Linked DNA regions of Mus musculus: region 2 is linked to region 1. The links are chromatin contacts, called in public Hi-C maps. All regions are on one chromosome and are shown on one strand. Each heading gives the region's core, a stretch centred on a gene start, on an enhancer-like site or on the middle of the called end of the contact. The rest is flanking DNA. Distances are from core to core; before and after follow the strand shown. Region 1 has its middle 28 kb from the start of Gm24221. Region 2 holds the start of Cstdc2 (cystatin domain containing 2).

Region 1 (3,996 bases), core at 1,388-3,887:
GCTAGAGTCAAGAGCTCCGGGGTACTGGTTAGTTCATAATGTTGATCCACCTATAGGGTTGCAGATTCCTTTAGCTCTTTGGGTACTTTCTCTAGCTCCTCCATTGGGAGCCCTGTGATCCATCCATTAGCTGACTGTGAGCATCCACTTCTGTGTTTGCTAGGCCCCGGCATAGTCTCACAAGAGACAGCTACATCTGGGTTGGAACAATAGTTTTAATGAAATGGCCCATGGTACAAATTCATTGGAATGTCCTTCTCTTTTTCCACACCCTGATGTTTTTAATCTAGGTCAAATCAGATTAAAACAGCTAGACATCTCAGGAAGGGCATTGTACAGACAAGACAATTGATTAAACGGTATCTGTTAAAAGATTTGCCGAGTATTTGTAAGTGCTGTAACTGTTCTAGGGACTCAGTGACATCAGTGAACAAAGCAAGGGATGGGCCACAACATACCTACATCCTGGAATTGGAAGCCAGTAAGCAGAATCTAAGATCAGGCCATCATCCCAACAATGAGGTTGTGGGACAGAGAAAAGACAGAGCTGGAGAGAGAGGGTATGGCAGAATTAATTAAAGGATGTGCTGGGATGTTTCCCTGAGAAGATGAGCCATGGCTTAAGGGAAGTGCATGAGCAAGTGTAGAGAAAGAATGTGTAAGCCTGGCATCACAGAGGCCACTGTGGACAAAAGTGGGTAGAAGGGAGAGTCACAGATGCTGACACTGAAGACCCAGATCAGACAGGTTTGAAAGGCATTGCAGGAATTTCTCTTCATTCAGAATTAATCAGAAGCAGGAGAGGCTGTAAGTACTGGCCTGACAGCAAGTGATTAAGATTTTTAAAGAGATCACTTATCCTGATGTCCTATTAATAATAGACTATAGATGGACAGGTATAAAAGCCTGGAAAACTACTCAATTGTGGTGTTTGGAGAAAATAAAAGGAGAGATGAAACTGGTTCTGCTCTTAGCATCCTGGGATGACAAACAATCTGGTCCAGGCAGAGTATGTATGGCATATAAGAGGACAAGCCAAGACCTGAGCTATTAAGATGATGGAGTTCTATCTGGGCAATACAGAGGAGCTGGACCTCATGGTGAAGACATGGGTGAGCCAGCCCTGAGGATATAAGAGAGAGAGAGCTGGCCCAGCTCCTTACTACATGCAGTACTTGGAGAATAGGCCCTGGGTACTTCAACTGGGAAGCAAGGAGGAGCTGGCTCTGGATGCACAGGTGAGATGGCCTTGCCTCCTGATGATGTCTGCTTTGGGTGGGTTAGCCAGAGCAGTGCTGAAGAGCTCACCCTAGTGGTGCACAAAAGGGGAAGCAACGAGATAACTGGGAGGAGACCCAGTGAGAATCCAATATTGATGGTGTGGCAGAAGCCAGAGGCCTTGAACAATGAACATTGGCAAGTGAAGATGTGTGGATAGAACGCTATACTATGGGATGCACTGCAACACACTACAGCTCCCACAATGAGACGTTTTGGTTTGTTTATTGATTGAGTGTTTATTTTCTTCTGGGGAGGGGGGGGGTGAGGTTGCAAGGGCAGAGGGCAGATACAGGGGGAGAGAGATGAGTGAAACTAGCTAGGGTGCATGATGTGAAACTCACAAGGAATCAATAAAAAGTTATGGGGAAAGATGATGGAGTTCACACTAACCAGTGTAGAGAAGGTTCACTAGGTCCAGCCTAAAAAACAAGAATTCTTCATCAGCTATGACCCTGAGACATACTTAAACATCCTAGTCTTATTTTTCTAGAATGATTTACTTTTTTTTTCCCAGAATGATTTTCAAGGCAATCATGAGAGATTAGGAGAGGAGTTGGGCTAAATATATAAACACAGGGTGTAGTCAGGCCTGGTCGCTCCTGCACTTGGGAGGGTGAAGCAGGAGAATGGTTACCAGTCTAAGACAAGCCCGAGCTACATACAGAGTGGGGTCCTGTCTCAAAAACAGAAAGATAATAGCAATAAAAAAGCATGAATGTCTAAGGATATTGATGTTATTTCAAGTCACAAAAGAAGATAGGATTATTTCTTAATGAAAGAAAAGACCAGGGGTGGGGTGGGGTAGAAAAAGAGAGGGACAGCTAAGTTAGAGAGGGTTCATCAATAACCCTGAAGAAACAAGAGTACCACAGTCCCTGCTGTGGCTCATTTGGAAACATTATACCGAGAGCTAATGGAACATATTAGAAACGAGAAGCAGTGACGTGTGCTTGCAATGGGGCCTGCTTTTTCTCCCAGGCTTGTCCCGACTCTGTCTTTTCTCTCCCGGTTGTTAGTGTCATCACACACTCACCCCAGCTTCAGAGGACTCTAAGAAGAGTCAGGGTGATGGCATCTAACCCCTGAACCATGCACAGCGAGGAGACCCGGGGCTTTTGCCTATAGGGACTAAGGGTCTGGAGGAAATCACAGGTTGACAGTTTTCTGTCTTCCTCCAAACAAGCAGCTGCCTAAACCCCAAGGCATTCTCATTAGCACCAGGACAATAGCCAAGGTCGCCTACCACCTTAACAACATCTGGGCTCCACTGCCTGGTCACGTGGATAGGGAAGTGAGCCGCCAACCAGCTATTTCCGCCTTAGTCCTGTCCCGACCCTCCTGATGGCCCCAGTGAAAAGCATCTTGTCTGACCTGAGCTGTGGCTCACCAGCCCAGTGACTAGTGGTCATGTAAGAAGGGTGAGGCCCTGGCAAACAGATCTGCTCGCTCTCTCTCTCTCTCTCTCTCTCTCTCTCTCTCTCTCTCTCTCTCTCTCTCTGTGTGTGTGTGTGTGTGTGTGTGTGTGTGTGTATGTGTGTGTGTGTGTGTGTGTGTGTGTGTGTGTGTGTGTGTGTGTGTGTGTGTGTGTGTGGTCTGACTGGTGTGGCACGGGAAGGATGTGCCCAGTTGCAGACTGAATTTCCAAACGGTGTCTTCTGCTGCCCTCTGCTGCAAATTATGCTTCATTGAAGTTGGCTCTCGGGCGTGATTTCTCGTTTACCTTCTTTAAGGCATTTGGATAGTTTTGTATTAGCATGGATGCACGAGTTGACAATACTTTATACTGAGAATGTCCTTGTGATACCCCCCAGAGTCAGGACTTGTTTTTCCTGTCAGTGCTGGAAAGACTTGTAGCAGTAGTATTATTGATTGATGGGATTTGTAGGAAGCCCTTGTTGATTATCTCAGAGTCTGTGCACACACTGATCCAGAGCACATGAAGATGGAAGTGGTGAGTATGTATTCCCCTAAGCAGGAACATGTGAGTGTCAGTCTGAACTCTGGCTTCTCCAGGGCCTTCCAGCTCTTTGTCCAGTCACAGCTCTGATCATCTGAACACCAAGAGATGGAAGTTTGGGTGCTTGTGGTCTTGTATGAAAGCAGTCGTGACCCCCTAAGGCTATATAAGCAGTTGCTAAAGTGAGCCCCCTAGCCCCATCCTCACCAATCCACCAGGTGGCTTCTATAGACATTCTTTGCCTGGATTTACAGGAACTGCCAAGGGTCTGGCTGTCTGAACTAAATGTCAAGACTCTACCTCTTCACAGTGGTACACAGTAAGTCTGTATGAAACACCTGCCACTGTGGAAGATGAGGGTCAAGACAACATTCAATAAAGATGCCAGCTCCCCCAAACCCCAGGCTCTTGTTCTCATTCTTTGCCAGTTGTGCAACACACAGCTCTCAGACAGCATGGGAATAACTTATTTTAATCACTGTCCCAAATAGGGAAGTGTTCCTCCATCCACAGCACTTGGTAGGGACAATCTGAAGATTGTCTCCTCTTCTTGCCCATGTCTCTTCTGTGCTAGCTTTCCACTGTAGTTAGCACTTATGAAACTCGGTGCACATCTGTCCCTCCTAGGAAGACCATCCATAAAGTTCTTGTCCACTTTATGGTTCAGCAGCAGCACGAAGAGCAATGGTGAGAGAGAAGGGAACATTGCCAAGATGCGACTTGGGTGCTGAACTCTGAAGCCTCCAAAACTGAGAGCA
Region 2 (4,222 bases), core at 211-2,710, 730 kb before region 1:
CACAGGGCCCCCAATGGAGGAGTTAGAGAAAGGACCCAAGGAGCTGAAGGGGTTTGCAGCCCCATAGGAGGAACAACAATATGAACCAAGCAGAGCTCCCCAGAACCCCTAGGGACTAAACCACCATCCAAAGAGAGACCCATGGCTCCAGCCACATATGTAGCAGAGGAGGGCCTTGTGGGGCATCAATGGGAGGAGAGGCCATTGGTCCTGTGAAGGTCGATGCCCCAGTGTAAGGGAATGCCAAGACATGGAAGCAGGAATGGGTAGGTGGGTGGGGGAACACTCTCATAGAAGCAGGGGGAGAGAGAGGATGGGATAGGGTGTTTCAGAGGGGAAACCAGGAAAGGGGATAGCATTTGAAATGTAAATAAAGAAAATATCTAATAAAAATTTTTTCAAAAAAGAGTTAGGTTTTCAGCTTTTATTGAAGCACGGAACAATGATAGTTATTAGTCCATATTTAAGCACAGAACAGTAATAAAGAGTTAAGTTCCCAGTGTTTAATAAAGCACAGAGGGTTAAGGAGAAAAGAAGCCATCAGCTTCTAGCCCCAGTACAGTTAGAGTTACAAGACCATCAGTCTTTTGACTGTTGTCCAACTCTGTGTTCCATCTCAGCTACCACTTCAAAAGGCTGGGGCAGTATCGCAGCAGAGTATGGACATGCTGGGTAGAGTCAGCGCTCACAGTCCCCAAACATTACATGTAGATGCTGATGCAGTCTGAAGGCACACTTTACCATGAAGACAAGGCCTCAGTCTTCTTTTAAAGAGAATGTGGTGTTTCGATGTGCCAGTCCAATTTGCTGCCCGAGCTTTCGTAATTATGGCCACAAGAGGGCATAATTGGCACCTTGGATTCCTGAACTCTAGACACCTCAGTGTTGGTGCCATCTCCTAGAAGCCTACACCAGGATGCTCATTCAGGCTAGGAGAGGATAGGGGAAGTTCCCTATCACATAGGCACAGCGAAACATTCCTTAGGAACAACTCAAGAGGAGACAACTGCCTCTCCTGTGCCACACTGCAGCTCAAGCATAAAGAGAAATCAAGTTGCTCTCATGCTTCCCATTTTAATCTGTCTTTTCCTGAGTCACTGTCTCCCTCTACTGGCACGTCCAGAAATTGCCTTTCACTAACACTGCCAGTTATCAATCTTTCAGCACCTGACCATGGGGCGTTCTCTTCAAGGCTCTTCTATCCAGTGAGTCACAGGTAGTGAGTGTGGTAGGACTCAGATCAGGAGCCCCTCAATCTCTTATCTTACTTGTTCTTTACAAACCACTCTGCCTGGGTGCTCTTTGCTCCATCCGGGACAGGAGGAAAATGAACAGCTTTGACTGAGGGAGGTGGTACCAAGGGGGAAGGAACTCGGAGTGATGATCAAGAGAATCCCCAGAGGGAGGAGTCTGGAGCCCAGGAAATTAATTTAAGGGTTAGACTTAAAGGAACAGGGCTGTAAGGGCAAAGACAGGAGACAGAACCTGCATCATATTGTCGCCAGCGGGGAAGATGGCTCTGCCCTGGACAATATTACTGGCTCTCTCTGGTATCTATGTCCAGGGAGCTCAGGCATGGTGTTCGGAAGAGGATACTCTCGAACTCGATAAACTAGTCAGTGAACCTGACATAGTGAAGTTTGCTTTGAGTGCATTCCACAAAAAGAGCAAGGATGAATATGCCTACAGGGTGATACACATCATGAATTTCTTGAAAGTACAGGTAGGTGATCTTGTCCACTTGCTGTTTTCTGATAAAGCAGGCAGGACACTTTTGTCTTGGCTAGACATTTGCAACCCATGGCTGAGTTACATATAAATCATTTGGCTTCATTGTTTAGAATGCTTTTCTAAGTTACATATTCTTTTGAATTAAGTTTACTCACATAAAAATTACTATGCAATATTATCCTGTTTTATGATAGTACTTACTTAATTAAAGAATACATTTTAGATCAGGCATGGTGGTATACAAATGTAGTTCCAGCATTTTGAAAGCTGGTACAGGAAGATCTGGACTTTGATGCAATATAATAATAATAATAATAATAATAATAATAATTCACAGAATAAGCACTTCTAGGGAGATCTTTCTATTGAACAAAGAAAATATTTACACAAAAATCCCATAGGCAAAGACTGAAGATATGTCAAAAGCACCTTTAAAAGTTTTTGCTAGCATATATTTATTATGCACAATAACAGATTTCATCATGACACTTCATAAATGTACATAATGTATTTTCACCATATTCGCCTCCCATTACTCTCTGTATACCCCTTCCATCCTTGCTTAATTCTTTTCTCATACCTTTTTGTATTTGTCTTTGTACTTTGTACATTGTTGCTGTTATTGTTGTTGTTGATTATGATGATAATCAAATGAGTTTAATTGGAGTTTCTACTGAAACATGCTCAAGTGATATTTTAGAGAAGTATGGGCAACTTACAAGCATATTAAAAAATTAAAACAGTTTGAGGGTTGCAGAGGGATCTGTCAGTAAAGTGCTTACCACACAAATATGAGGACTAGAGTTTGGATCCTCATCACCTATGTAAAAAGCCTGGCTCAGAGATGCACACCTGCAATCCCAGTGTCTGAAAGGCAGAGACAGAAAAGTCTGGAGAGGGCCAGCTACTGACCAGCCTAGTGTGAGTCAGCCTCAGCTTCAGTGACATGTCCCGTGTCAAAAGGTAAGATGGAGAGCTGCTGAGGAACACTCCTGCTGTCACTCTAGGCTTTATGCACACACATGCACAAACAAGTCATTGGAAAAAATGAGGAAGTGAAAGGAAGAGAAACAAAAGGTAGGCTGGGAAAACTTGCTGACTGTCAGGACAAGCTAACTGTCCTGAGAACCACCTACCAGCTCAGCTCCTTATCTCAGTTAATTCCCTTCTACTCTGGGTCCTTGGCAGGCTCACATAGCCCATTCACCAACATCCTAAAATGGTGATGAATCTCCACAGAATGTCCTCAGGATGGCAATGCTCATCTCCTAATGCCACACTATGGTCATGGGGGAGGATTCCTCTTTCCTCAACAGAGGAAGGAAAGGCAGAGGGCTTGTACAAAGCCGAGACCTCTGGAAATCTCTTTAGAGCACCTAGCTGGTCCTGTTAGGTCTCTTATGCTGGAACCTTACCTGTGAGCTAAGACTATGACTTTGCTAGAGACAGAGTTGGTCTTGTGGGAAGAAAGGATGGAAAGAGTGAAAGACTAGGCAAAGAAGAAAGGGGATACAGTAGAAGGAAGCAGGAGGAAGATTTCCGAGCTCACACTATATAGAAACTCACCATATGAACAAAATACCCATGAAAGGAGTTACAGAGACAACGTTTGGAGCAAAGATGAAAGGATGGACTATCCAGAGAATACCCCACCCGATAATACATCCCATAATCAGCCACCAAACCCAGACACTATTGCATATGCCAGAAAGATTTTGCTGAAGGGACCCTGTTATAGCTGTCTTGTATGAGGTTATGCCAGTGCCTGGCAAATACAGAAGTGGATGCTCATAGTCATCTATAAAATAGAACACAGGGCTCCTAATGGAGAAGCTAGAGAAAGCACCCAAGGAGCTGAAGGGGTCTGTAACCCTATAGGTGGAACAACAATATGAACGAACCAGTACCCCCAGAGCTTGTATCTCTAGCTGCATATGTAGCAGAAGATGGCCTAGTCGGCCATCACTGGGCAGAGAGGGCCCTTGGTATTGCAAACTTTATATGCCCCAGTACAGGGGAATGCCAGGGCCAAGAAGTGGGAGTGGGTAGGTAGGGGAGCAGGGTGGAGAAGGATATAGGAAACTTTGGAATAGCATTTGAAATGTATATAAAGAAAATGTCTCATTAAAAAAAAAAAAGAAAGAAACTCACCATACAAGCTATCGTTCTAATTCAGTGTGCTGGTGAATAGTGACTGTAACGTGAGGATTTTCTTAATGTAGGTCAAATGACAGCATCCTGCAGATCTAGCTTTATCCCGTTGGGCTGAATTATCAGCAGAGCCAATACCCTACCAGAGCCTGACCTCTGGGAATGTAGGTTAGTTCAGGCGCCTACTGAGAGTGAAACCGAGGTTTCCTTTGGTTGAATAGAATATGAGGATTTGAGTTAGATGATACACTAATGGTATGTGACTCAGCCTCTAATTTCCCCTAGCCTCTACCAGACTGCCTCCTCCTAACCTTTAACTCTCTACACTAGAGACCATCCC

Evidence for each region. A called contact is a pair of places that touch in the nucleus more often than the background predicts.
Region 2: a Hi-C map of cortical neurons shows a contact between it and region 1, with 4 times the contacts expected there. The contact joins the promoter of Cstdc2 here to the enhancer-like site in region 1. A contact is called at or near these places in 1 of 39 promoter capture datasets (pre-B cells), 2 of 15 datasets of contacts at CTCF or cohesin (large pre-B cells and pro-B cells), 3 of 484 Hi-C or Micro-C datasets (the N1E-115 cell line and cortical neurons) and 1 of 115 datasets of contacts at active chromatin or transcription factors (bone marrow-derived macrophages).

Annotation. Positions count from the first base shown.
Region 1 is chr2:148,121,287-148,125,282 of GRCm38.p6, reverse strand. No RefSeq gene overlaps it. Among named protein-coding and RNA genes, the nearest start is that of Gm24221, 28 kb to the left of the region's middle. Within about 2 kb of position 2,637, at least 44 of the 459 cell types and tissues checked have an H3K27ac peak or open chromatin away from gene starts, as enhancers often do. A contact at or near this core is called in cortical neurons, where this site is marked.
Region 2 is chr2:148,848,172-148,852,393 of GRCm38.p6, reverse strand. It overlaps Cstdc2 (cystatin domain containing 2), which reads left to right and starts at 1,460. Exons shown (of 3, transcript NM_029960.3): 1 at 1,460-1,723. The coding sequence starts at 1,514.